3 separate regions of the Sus scrofa genome follow, and all the other regions are linked to region 1. Evidence: chromatin contacts called from public HiChIP or PLAC-seq data. All regions are on one chromosome and are shown on one strand. Each heading gives the region's core, a stretch centred on a gene start, on an enhancer-like site or on the middle of the called end of the contact. The rest is flanking DNA. Distances are from core to core; before and after follow the strand shown. Region 1 holds the start of IFIT2 (interferon induced protein with tetratricopeptide repeats 2). Region 2 holds the start of LOC100151816 (interferon-induced protein with tetratricopeptide repeats 5). Region 3 holds the start of IFIT1 (interferon-induced protein with tetratricopeptide repeats 1).

Region 1 (4,335 bases), core at 1,011-3,510:
TACAGTTACCACACCCCACAATGGCATGTGGTACATATATGTTATCTGGTCTTATATAGTCTTTCAGTATATCACCCAGAAATCCCTAATCATGAGCTGGGTGCAACTATTGCCTTGCCTCTGGGATGACTCCTTTGGGAAAGTTCTGAGTATGCTCTGTGTTTGGGAAGAACGTTACGTTGTAGATATTTGGGGCCAGAGTAGGATGTTGGGATAGAAATAGCTCCTGGCTCACCCAAATTAGTGCTCCCTCTTCCGTACTATGAAGCTGTCATTGGGAAGGGGCTTCCCAGTCTGGAACTACATTTCCCAACCTCCCCTTACATCTAATTGGGCCATGAATTGCTTGGCCCCACCTCTAAAATTTCAGATTCACTGGGTATAGAATGGAGCCTGAGAATTTGCATTTCTAGTGGGTTCCCAGGTGATGCTGATACTGCTGGTGGTTGATGACAATGTGAGAACTAGCACATTAAACTACTTTGCAACTGATGCAGCCCCTCAAGGTGGCTTTCCTCATCTCAGAGAACAGCAAGTAAGGACTCTCCCTTAGTTTGGACTGAAACAGGGGCAGTTTCAGGCCCATATTTTAGAACACAGACACATAAATACTGGTAATAAGCAGAGTAATCAGAACTCTCACTGAGTAAGTTTCAATTCTCTCATAGAAAACCGTTAGGAGTAAGTTGATTTTCCTTCCCAGTTTCTATTTTGCAATTACACTTTGTATTCTCAAACCAGCCCAGCTACCAGATCAGCTGATTCATTCCTATTGTGGACACATCATACACAGGCACTGGCCACACAAAGTTCTGAAGAATAAATCAATATCTCTGTGCACTTCAAAACACAGTGACCAGGCTCTCTCTCTCTCTGTGCTCCCCAGCCAGAACCTTTATTAACAAAATTTAAACATTTCTAACCAATAGTCTTATTGAGTGAGTGTGCATTCCCCAAAACAAAACAAATCCCACAGTGTTCTAGTTTCCTATTTCAACACTTCTTGTACACCTAACTTGCATTTCTATAAATACATCAGAGAACTTGTACATAGAACCTGTAAAAATCCATGATAAATAATGCTTTTCCCAACACTGAATAATTTGCCTTAGAAACTCACTTTTACAGAGACTATGTTTAGCCTACACTCTGTGTAATTTCTTGACCTCCAAGACACCTGGTGTGGTTACTTCTTCTCTCTTGCATCTATGCATATCACAATCCCCTTGTGATTAAGGATATAAATAAGGATAAGGCAAATTTCCTCTATCAAACAAACCACTATGGCTGCAGATGGTGGTGTGCAGATGCTAAATCCCAAGGTGACCCACGGGAATTTAAGAAGTTGAGCTCAGGGAAGCCAAGAATGTGTAGAGATGTTAGGAATGTTTGGCTTAGGTTAGCGATCATGAGAGATTGTGGAATGTCAACCAAAGTTCTGAAAGAGGCAAATATCACAAGCAAACCTTCTGGCCCCCTTGTGTTAATGACTTTAGTCACTAATTATTATAAAAACTAACTTTTTAACTATGTTCTGGGCATTATTCTAATGGCATTTCATGTATTAACCCCTTTGATCCTCACAACACCACATACATAGTGGTAGGATTCCCATTTCACAGAATAAACTAAAGCAGGGAGACCTTCAGTAATTTCTAGTGTCACAGCATATAAACGGAGCCTGGTTTCAAATCCAGATTGATTGGCATCAGAGTCCATGGTTCTAATCATGTATGTATTCATTCAACGACTTTTTGAATGCCTATCATGTGCCAAGTATTATTATTGCGGGGACTGGAAATTCAGCAGTAAGTGAAACAGATGAAAACCCCCTGCTGTGTAGAAGTTATATAACTGCTCCTCACAGGTGCCTGCAGGTCACCTTGGTGGTAAGGGTGGACAGAGTAAAGATGGGTTAACATTGCAATAATGAGGCAGAGTGCTTAGTAAAAGTATCCTTCTTCCAGTTGGGCTCCCTTGATGGCAGAGGAAATTCACAAAGAAATTCTAACTCACTGCAGGGGGTGGGGGAGGAGGGTAACCCATGGGCTTGGCTCTTATTCAGCTCTTACTAAGATTCATTTCCTCTTAGAGTACTGCCAATTCACTTTCCAGTTTCAATTTCTCTTTCCTAAAGCCTGTTTAGGCAAAGAAATCAGGTGCTGCTTCCATATATAGGTCTCTTTAATATTTACTTGGGACAGAGGAGGATTTCTGAAGAGCACAGTAGCTGGAACTGCAGCCTTTCAGAACAGCTGAGATGTGCACAGCAATCATGAGGTAAGACTCTCCTCTGATTGTGCTGAAAATGTCTAATCAAGATTGTCGGGGAAAGCAAGACCTAAATAGTCATGTACCTAAAAGGCAAGTTTCTGAATTGTTCTGCTTTAGTGTTTATTTGTAGCCTTACAATGCATCTATCTCTGTAGGTGGTTTATTTGTCTTTTTGTTGGCTTGTTTACTCCTAAGTTATGTCCTGCCTCACACAGTCAAGCTTCCTACCGAGACATCTCTCACCAGGAAGCTGAGCACGGAGGTCGTCAGAGAAGAGTGAGACAGGAAAGCAGAGAGCAGAGAGATGTTTTATCAGGCAGGTGCTTTATTTAAAAATGGGACTGGGGGAATTGCTCCTGTAGACTGTCTCTCCTTTGTTTCTTATTTGAAAGGAGTAAGTGAGGGGCTTTTTAACAACATTATTACTCAATAAAGGATCTCTTTTTAGCAAGTACTGTTAAAAGTGTACTCAGGATAGCAACCTCACCTCATGCTAAGGTGGGTTTTACTTTTAATGTGTTCATTCATCGCAGATTTGCATTAGGGTGATAAAATAACAGAAATATATTTCACCCCAAAATTCTACTCTTATCTTAAATATGAATTGGAGATGGAGGGCTTGGAGAAAATAATCCCCGCCTCTCATATCCCAGAAATAGAAGGTTTCCATGAGGAGGAAGTGTTAGCTCATTGAGTGAGAAGGGAGCTTTCTATTATCTTTTCTCCAGCTAAAGGGTATAGTGGTGAGCCTGGATGCCTAAGCCTCAGTCCTGGGAGCTCCAGAATCCAGGGGTACCAGCCTCACTACTTACTTCCTAGAGGAAGTATGATTATTTTTTCTGCCAGTCTGCACATCTGCCTGATAGGAAAAAAATAATAATAATTTGAGATATTTTCAGATGTCTGTTTCTATGGTAACTTAGAATCTTTAGGAAGCTTGTTCCTGTGTGTTAGAATTTTAGCAAGGCCTTCTCTTAGAATCTTTCCCACAATAATACAGACCCATCCAGTCCTTCTCATTTTCTCTTATTCTTTAGCTATAGGGATTGTCATCAGGTGTTGCCCTTGTGCTCAAAGACAGCGGTTTTCAAGTTTGAACACACATACAATCTACCCGGAGAGCTTGTTAAAGATAGATACTTGGGCTCAAATACCACTCCCCAGACCCCAAGATTCAGATATGGTATTCCTGGCTTGATATCAAAGGACATGCATTTCTACCAGGCTCCCCAGTAGTGCTGGTACTGTTCTAAGACCCTGTGGCAGGAGCATTGGCTCTGAGACTGCTAGAGAGTGTGACTGTGGCTTTCATCCAGATAAGAGGCAAGGGAAGAAATTGTTTTCTGTGTAAACATTTGGAATTTCTAGAGGTATCTAGTGTTGCTGGGATTCAGCCTCTGTCTGCTGGTGGCAAAGTGAAACACAGAGACAGAGTTTGGGGTAAAGGAAAAAAAAAATAGCTTTATTGCTTTGCCAGGCAAAGGAGGGTCACAGCAGGTTAATGCCTTAAAGACTGTGCACCCCCCTCCCCCTTTAGAAAGAATTGTGAGGAGTTCCCGTCGTGGCGCAGTGGTTAACGAATTCGACTAGGAACCATGAGGTTGCGGGTTCGATCCCTGGCCTTGCTCAGTGGGTTAACGATCCGGCGTTGCCATGAGCTGTGGTGTAGGCTGCAGACGCGGCTCGGATCCCATGTTGCTGTGGCTCAGGCGTAGGCCAGTGACTACAGCTCCGACTCGACCCCTAGCCTGGGAACCTCCATATGCCGCGGGAGCGGCCCAAAGAAATAGCAAAAAAAAAAAAAAAAAGAAAGAATTGTGAGGAGTTTTATAGTAAAAAGGAGAAAAACAGGTTTTCAGACAGGAATCAGGATTGGGACAAACATGCATTCTTCCTTCTTTGGGGGAAGCTTATCGAAGCTGAAGTCAGGAGACGATCATGATGGTGGTCTCCTGGGTAATTGCCTAGAATAACAATACTTGCAAAAAGGGCATATTGATCAGAGAGCAGAACAAACTAGGAACGTTCCTGAAACACCATGTGCTGATAATCTTCAACCCA
Region 2 (4,335 bases), core at 991-3,490, 61 kb after region 1:
TTTGAATTCCTAAATAATATAGGGAGATAACCAGGATTTTGTCCCTTTGATTTTTACCATTGATTGTTTAGTTGCGGTCCATCCAAATCATAATAAGCAAAGACTATCTCTTGGCCCAGATACAGCTAAAAGAAAGGAAAGGAAAGAAGTAGGAACAAGGAAGAAAAAAACATGATTGATATACTGCAAATGTTTCCAAATAGAGCTCTATTAAATTGTTCTACATCTGTAGGAAGGGGGGAATTCTGAGCTTTTTTCCTACCACCAAATAAACCATTCAGTACTTTTTCTAAAATGCGGTTTCCTACTTAAACATTACAATAGCGTCTAGGCCTACCACAGCCACATTACCTCTCCAACCTCATGACTTTTTTCCCTGCTCTCTCCACTCCAACTACACCATCTATGCATGCCAAGTATGCTTCCACCTCCAGGCCTTTGCACTTAACTGCTTCCCTGCTTGGAACCCTTTTCCTAGCCCCACATCCACAGTGCTCACTCCTTCATCCCCTTCAGATCTTTGCTCAATGGCCACATTTTCAGTGAAACCTTCCCTCACCAAAAAATTTAAAACACAAAACACACTGCACTCCAAACTTCTCTCTGCTTTTTCTCCATAGTGCCATCTGACAAAATGTTTTATTCATTCTTTTCTTTTTTTCTTTTTTCTTTTCAGGGCCACACCTGAAGCATGTGGAAGGTCCCAGGCTAGGTATCAAATTGGAGCTACAGCTGCCAGCCTACACCACAGCCACAGCCACTCAAGATCTGAGGCTCATCTGCAACCAACACCACAGCACATGGCAACACTGGATCCTTAACCCAATGAGCAAGGCCAAGGATCGAACCTTCATCCTCATGGATACTAGTCGGGTTTGTTTGCCCGGCGCCACAATAGGAACTCCCTTTATCTTTACTTCTCACACTAGAAATTAATTCCAAACAAGAGAATAATAAAGTCCCAAATGCACAACTAACGCCAGTTCTGTACCTAAATGTTAGCCACATTTAACATGATTCTCGAGGAGCAGAAACTGACTTGACCTACAAGCCATTTTTTCTAGCAAAACTGAATGAAAAATCAAAGTCAGTGTTTCTTAATTAACCAAATAGTAAAAACTATATATCGTTGCCCATTCATTTAAAAATCAAAGTCACTAAATGGTAAAAAAAAAAAAAAAAAAGTGGTAATAAGTGTCTTTTTGATGATGAATACTTTTTCTCAAGGTTTGAGAGTTGTCTTCGCCCTCTGCATAACCAGAAACAAGATGCAGAAGACAGAAGGCAGGACTTGTCGCTTGTCTGTTTTATTCATTGCTGTATTGACAGGACCTTGAACAATGTCTGGCTCTTAGCAGTTGTTTAATAAAACTTGAATGAATGACTGAATTTGAAAGGGACAAAAATTTTAGTGTATGGGCATTTGATACTTTCTACTTAGATTCCTAATACCACCCCATCTTTACTGGGACCTTATTATAGAAACACAGTTGGCAAGGACATGGAAGGCAAAGGAACTTTCACACAATTTTGGGTGGGGGTGCAGAAATGTCTTCACAAAGCTTTTCAGCAATGGCTACTAAAACTCTGAATGCTTACACATTTTGATCCCACAATTTCTCTAGATTTACCCAATAGAAATTATGGCTCAAGTGCACAGCATTGCACCTATGTTTGCTGAATCAAGATTTCAGTTCAGCTTAGGATGCACAAAGCTGTCAAGAGCATCGCCGTTCCCCAACAAAAATAACGCTTAACAATCTCCATTTTAGGTAAAACACCTCCCCCCCCAAAAAAAAAAACATAAAACAAAACAAAAAAAAACGTTATCGAGAGACACGCGAATTTAATGAGGCAGGTAGGAGCGAAGAGAGAAGTCCTAAAGCCCAGCTGCAAATTTCACCCTGGATGAACTCCACCCCGTCGCGCGCTGCGCAAACCTCTTGCCTCGGTTCCTCAGCCCGGTCGGGGGCCCCCCCAACTCAGCGCTTCCAGAACTTTCTGTTTCCCAAGCTGGACTCCGCCTGTCCGGGGATCAGATTCACTTTCTAGTTTCCTTTTCCCGCTCGGTCCGCGGTTGACAATGACTGCAGCCTAAGAGCGGAGGTAGCGCCGCGGTCCCCTCATGACCACGCGCACGCGTACAGCACGAGCACGCGCCCGCGAGCCCGCCGCTCGGCCGCGCAGGAACCGAGTGCTGAGGAGAAAGCCCGAGGGGACCGGCGCCTTCCTGCACGGCCGCGGAACCCAACCATCATGAGGTAAGGGCTTCTCCCCTCTTTTCCTCCCCAGCAACTTGTGGCCTTTGTTTCCCACCCGTGTTTCTCTTATTCCATTTGCAACGCTGCGCTGCGGCCCTGGAATGGGCTCGGAGCCCCTTGAGCCCGGCGGGCGGACGTCTGCGTTGGGGATGCTCCCGGGCAGCCCCGTCCTGGTCGGGGCGGCCGAGGGCGGGCCTCCCCGGGAGCTTGGCCGAGCGGACCCTACCCGTGAGTCCCGGGCGTCTGTAGTCCGGACCGTTGGCCCCGGGTGGGGGGTGGGGGGCAGGCGACGCGCCTCTTGGGCCTCTTACCTCCCTGGGGCTCCCGTCGCCGCGGTCCCCGGGCGGGTGCGGTTGGCCTCGGCGTGGCCGGGTCCCCGCAGGCCTCAGCCCCCCGGCGTCACACGCGTCGGCTCCTGCCATTTTGCCTTTCTGATTCCTGGGTCAGACTTCTCCCCACTTCCTTTGTACCGCAGACGGATATTTCTTGTTTCACCCCATCCAACGTTTTCTGAGATTTTCTTGCTCAGAGGAAGATGGGGTGGGGTGGGGGGGACCTTGGCTCACCCGTTTTATTGGCTCCTGCCCTGCACCTGGGTAAGGAACCGTCCGCATTTAGGACGTTGAGGAGTGGAAGGCTCGGATCTTGGGCACCTGAAGCCAGTGGAGCCCTTTGTTCTAAATCCTGATTCTGACCACGTACTAGTTGGGTAACCCAAAGCAAAAGTTTCTTAAGCTCGGCGAGTCTGTTTCTTATCTGTGAAAGGTGATGGCTTCATCTCTTAGGAGTGTGAACAGGGTCCGTTGACTGCTTGGCACACGATATTTGCAAAAATGTTGCCTATCATTATATGTTTTTTAAAAATGTAATAAGTGCCTCACTTCTACCATTTTTAAGAAGGGAGGGAGGTGAGAGGTATCAGGAAGGGGCCTGAAGAGACAAGGAGGGAAAGTTAGGTGCACTGTCTATGTATGCAGGATGGGGTGGAAGAGGGGTGGACTCCACTGGGGACTAACTGTTCTCCCAAGGAAAATGAAAGACCGCTCCTTCCTGGCCAAAAAAAAAAAAAACAAAAAACGCCAAAACAAAACAAAACCCTCAAAGTCATCTGAAGATAAATGTTCCATCCTCAAACACAGTAGCCTCTCTCTGCTAGTTTCCCAGAGATAAAGTTAAAAAATTAAGTGGACAAAGCTTTTGAAAAAGTGAAACTTCCCATAGTATCCAGTTGTGCATAAATTCTACAGAGTGTGGGCATAGCACTTGAGTGGCTGACTGAATGTCCCTTGGAGATCTCACAACCAGGTTCCTAATGCCTGGGGCAGCCCTCCCTCCTCACTATCCTTGGGCAGAAGCAGATTTTACTCTATGGATGGGCAGAGGGCTGAGAAGCCCATATTGTCGTGGATCTGGCCAGGCTGTTAAGGGCATGGCATGTCTTGCCTTTGATTTTGGTGCCTTTACACCGGCGAAAGGAACAACTATCAAGGGACAGTTATAACTAGGTTTCCCAGTCAGGACTCTAGGAAATAGTTCAAAACCTATTTTCAGAATCTGTCAAAATCTAAACAGAGCCAGAGAGAGAGAGAGCATGCCAAGATGGAAAAACAAGTAGAATAGGAAGAATGAAGTGGCAGAAAGTTTGGAGCCATTAGCAGGATGTGAGGAACTAGCAGGAATTGAAATTCAGGTGATTTTTTTTTTTTTTTTTTTTTTTCATGCCAGGCCCATGCCTCTGGGCTGGAAATGCCAGAAGCTACTAGTATGTAACTGCATTCATTCATTCATTCAACAAATATTTATTATATGCCTGAAATAATAAATTCTGGGGTGAAAATATAAAACCAGAACAAGGTCCCTATTCTCATTTAAATGGGGGAATAGACAACCAGAAATAAATGAGTAAATAATATAATTCAGGAAGTGATAAGAGCCATAAAGAAAATAAAACAGTGTGATGAATTAAGAGAGCAACCTAGAATGGAGGGAGGGGCTTATTTTAGATAGGTCTGCCACAGGTGACCTCTTGGGTAGGAAATATTTGAGCTGAGTTGAAGGAGCTACTCATACAAAG
Region 3 (4,335 bases), core at 1,146-3,645, 44 kb after region 1:
TTATTAATTTTTTTTATGGCTGTATCTGTGGCATATGCAAGTTCTTGGGCCAGGGATGGAATTCAAGCTGCAGCTGCAACCTACACCACAGAAGTGGCAATGCCAGATTCTTAACCCACTGTGCCAGGGATCAAACAAGCACTGCAACAGAGACAATGCCAGCTCCTTAACCCACTGCGCCACAGCAGGAACTCCTTCTGCTTTTTATTTTAAAAGACCAAATATAGGCAGCTTTCTTATAAAAGAAAGCTCTGTTTAAACTTGATGACTGAAAATACTACTACTACTACTACTACTACTAACAATAGTCACCTTTTATTTGCATGCCTCTATGTGCCCAGTAGTTGCTAAATATTTGAACTCAAGTTCCATGAACTACATACAGTTAAGACTGAGCTGGAATTTGACTCGAGTGTCTATGCTAGGGCCATAGAAGGCTCTCTATACCAGACTACAGCATCTTGCTTTTACCTCCTGCCCAAGTGATCAGATATTAGGAAGCTTTCTTCATATTTGGCATATTTCCTTTATTCCTGAACTAGGTAGATTATTTATTTCTGTCAACCTGAAACCAAAATTAACAACCAGAATTCTAGTCACTTAATTAGGAGTAGGTTTTTGTATTTCCTAGTCTTCTATATACAGGAGGCTAACTAAAAATGAGGCTACCTCCTTCCATTCTCCCTTTTCTGTACAGTCATCTAGAACCCAGCCACCAACCTCCATGATTGGCAACAATGGGCTTAAGCTCTCCTTTAGGGTAGGAGGCACATCTGGTTCTAAGCCCTTGATAGTCACTGGGTTTTTGCAATTCTGTAAACACCCCTCAATTTGGTCCCAGGTCCACAGTCATGGGCAGTGTGGGCTTATGCAACTCAGTACTCACCTGGAAACCCTAGATACTGCTTACCCCTTGACTCCTCATGTTGAAGCTATGGACAGAAGGCACCATCAGAACTTTCCATCTCTTATCTCAAATGCCCTATTTCTCTCATCTCAACCACTGGATATTATTCTCTGTGAATAAGCTTCGTCTGTTTTTATTATTGCCAGACCCCATGGAAAAACACAGATGACAGTGGTAGCCAAATATATATGTTTCAGGCTCAACAGTTGCCAGGAAGCAAGTCTAACAGTCTCCTCTCAATAAGGGGGAGGGGGCTTTCCAATAATTAAATTAACCATGGGGGTTCTCTTCATGGCTCAGCAGTAATGAACCTGACTGGTATCCATGAGGACTCGGGTTTGATCCCTGGCCTCACTCAGTGGGTTAAGGATCTCACCACTGCCGTGAGCTGTGGTGTAGGTCACAGATGCAGCTCGGATGCTGCATTGCTGTGGCTGTGGCGTAGGCTGGCGGGGCAGCTCCAATTTGACCCCTAGCCTGGGAATCTCTATATGCCGCGGGTGTGGCCCTAAAAAGCAAACAAACAAATAAATAAATAATTTAACCATGATTGGGGAGAAATTTGCTTTGTAAAAGCTGCTGGAAATCACCACTTTATTACATGCATCGGGAGAGTGGGGCAATTTCCAACACAAAGTATGGAAAACAAGAGCTTGGCAGACACCAACAACAGCTTGGCAGATCAGTAACAGGAGCCTAATCTATACCCAGGACCTTAGTCTCATCTCTTATTCTTCTCAACCTCTTACCACAAGTACCATGACTACACAATACAGACCAGGTTGAGGTAGGCCAAACCTGGATGCCATGGGCACCAAAAGGACAACACTTCTGCACAGGTATAATAATCACATCTAGTGAATAAGAACACTTTAGATGACTATAATAGAGACTGTTAAAATATTTAAGTTTAGAGAAAATATTTTGTAAATAAAATATTAAAATATTTTAAAAAGGAAATATTTTCATTAAGTCCTATCATGTTTTGTTTGAAGTCTTAGAATGCTAGCACTTACATTTTCTTTGTTCCTATGAATAAAGAAGAGATTATAGGATTTTTACTATCACAGACCATTCTCCAGAAAGAAGGGTATGCAAAGGCACAAAATAATTAGCAAGACACAACCTCCCAGAAACAAATTTGGGTTAAGACACCAGTTTAGTGATTTGCAGAATTTTAATACCATAAAAAGAACAATTTTTCTTTCCAGATGAGCAAACAAAGGCACAGATTGGGGGCATGACCTTGGCAAGTTCACATAGCCAAGTTTTACAGGTGTCCCTGGCTGCAGGTTCCATAGACTCCACATTACTGGCACCTCTTGGCTCTCAGGTTCCTACAAGGCCTTAATGACCTTGAGAGCAGAATTAGCATATCAATTAAATTGCTTTCCACCAGCCTCTTCTAAATCAGCTTTCAAAACAGCAAAGGAAGCAATGCCTGTTAAGTTTCGTTTTTCACAACACTGCCTACTTTAATTTCACTTTCTACTTTCAGTTTTCATCTTGGTTTTCAATTTATCTTTGCAACAACACACCCACAGATTACATCACTAGCTCTTGTTTACCCCACTTATACGTACAGCCCTGCTCTAGGGCTTAAATTTATCTGGAAATCCACAAGACAGACTAGACAGATCACAGAGGAGCCCATCCAGCTAAACCAAACACCGCAGAACTGCTGCCTGACTCACAGCAACCATGAGGTAAGGATTTCTCTGCTTCTCTGTCTTTCGGTGTAAAGTTTTTTTAAAAATGTTAATCATACTATTTCAACAGATTTAGTTTCAGCGATATCATTTCCATACTCTTCTATTTGATCATCTTCTTTAGACTGAGTGTGTGTGTGTGCTCATGCACATTCATACACATACATAAACTGTCTTACTAATTCAGACATTTTTACTTTTGTTAGCATTGCCCTGAGGAAGCTTACCTCATGTTAAAGCCCAAAGAAGGGCAGGGAAGTAGGAAGAAAGAAATGGGAGAAAAGGATTCCAATCTCTGAAATAATTTTCTACCAACCTCACTTCTGTCTGACCTAGGAGGATGGACAATTTCCTAGATAGAGATATTTGTTTTCCAGCTCCCCACCAGGAGGGAAAGTAGGACCCACACAGCTGTGTGAGCCACAGTTGTGGGGTCTCTCAGATGTCTTGAGGGAAATACTGTGGGGGGATGAATAGGACAAGCTCACTGCTTAGAGAACAAGACCTTTCTCTGCCAGCTTCCAGTTTCATGATCTGCACTGACACAGGTTCCTACGTCAGGTCTTGTCAATCTGTCTGGATGTAATTTTATATATACACACACACACGCACACATATATATGCACATATATATGCATATATACGTACACATAATTTGTAGAACTTCTAGTCAGGGTAGTAATATGATTTTTACTGTGATTAAATTACATGTAAGATAAAATTTACTACTTTATTTTTAAGTATATAATTTTGTGATATTTAGTGCACTTGCAACGTTGTGCAACCATCACCGCTATCTATCTTAAGAACATTTCATCACACTGAGAGGAAATCCCATACCCTTAAGTAGTCACTTCCTACTCATCCTTCATCCCTGGTCCTGGCAACCATTAATCTGCTTTCTGTCTCTATGGATCTGCCTGTTGAGGATATTTCATATATATGGAAGCATATAACACATGGCTTTTGTGACTGGCTTATGACACAGCCACAGATACTGTAGCTTTGTAGCAAGTTTCTAAATCAGAAAGTGTGAAACCTTCAACTTTGTACTTTTTCAAGATCATTTTAGCTATATAAGATCCCCTGAGATTCCATATGAATTTTCAGATGGCTTTTTCTACTTCTGCTAAAAAAAAAAAAAAAAAAGAAAGAAAGAAAGAAAGAAGAAAAAAAAAAGAAAGTCATTTGATTTTGATAGGGATTGCATTGGATCTGTAGATTGCTTTGGATGATACTAACATCTAAACAATATTGTCTTCCACCCCACGAACACAGGATGCTTTTCCCTTTATTCGTGTCTTTTTAAATTTCTTTCAGCAATGTTTTGTACTTTTCAGTGCACAGGTCTTTCACCTTCTTGGTTAAGTTTATTAAGTCTTTTATTCTTTCTGATACTATAGCAAATAGAATTGTTTTCTCAATTTCCTTTTTAGATTGTTCACTGTTAGTGTATGAAAAACAGAACTGATTTTTGTGTGTTGATTTTGTATACCACAATTTTGCTGAAATTAGTTCTAACAGTTTTTTTGCGTGAAACTTTAGGATTTTCTATCACAAAACCATATTGCCTGTGAACAGAGATAATTTTACTTCTTCTTTTTCAATTTAAATATATTTTATTTCCTTTTCTTGACTAACTGCCCTGGCTAGAAAAGAAAGAACTACGTTGAATAGAAAAGCAAGCACCCTTGCCCACCTCCTGATCTTAGAGAAGAA

The links. HiChIP or PLAC-seq counts read pairs in DNA pulled down with a chosen protein or histone mark.
Region 2: an H3K27ac HiChIP or PLAC-seq map of alveolar macrophages shows a contact between it and region 1. The contact joins the promoter of LOC100151816 here to the promoter of IFIT2 in region 1. A contact is called at or near these places in 2 of 5 promoter capture datasets (fetal liver and liver), 25 of 47 Hi-C or Micro-C datasets (adipocytes, adipose tissue, blood and 14 more) and 2 of 2 datasets of contacts at active chromatin or transcription factors (alveolar macrophages and skeletal muscle).
Region 3: a contact with region 1 is called in an H3K27ac HiChIP or PLAC-seq map of skeletal muscle. The contact joins the promoter of IFIT1 here to the promoter of IFIT2 in region 1. A contact is called at or near these places in 1 of 5 promoter capture datasets (liver), 22 of 47 Hi-C or Micro-C datasets (adipose tissue, blood, embryonic fibroblasts and 9 more) and 2 of 2 datasets of contacts at active chromatin or transcription factors (alveolar macrophages and skeletal muscle).

What each region holds. Positions count from the first base shown.
Region 1 is chr14:101,191,338-101,195,672 of Sscrofa11.1, forward strand. It overlaps IFIT2 (interferon induced protein with tetratricopeptide repeats 2), which reads left to right and starts at 2,261. Exons shown (of 2, transcript NM_001315658.1): 1 at 2,261-2,280. The coding sequence starts at 2,261. It also overlaps a transcript of LIPA not described here.
Region 2 is chr14:101,252,578-101,256,912 of Sscrofa11.1, forward strand. LOC100151816 (interferon-induced protein with tetratricopeptide repeats 5) reads left to right here and starts at 2,241. Exons shown (of 2, transcript NM_001315572.1): 1 at 2,241-2,261. The coding sequence starts at 2,257. It also overlaps a transcript of LIPA not described here.
Region 3 is chr14:101,235,008-101,239,342 of Sscrofa11.1, forward strand. IFIT1 (interferon-induced protein with tetratricopeptide repeats 1) reads left to right here and starts at 2,396. Exons shown (of 2, transcript NM_001244363.1): 1 at 2,396-2,613. The coding sequence starts at 2,609. It also overlaps a transcript of LIPA not described here.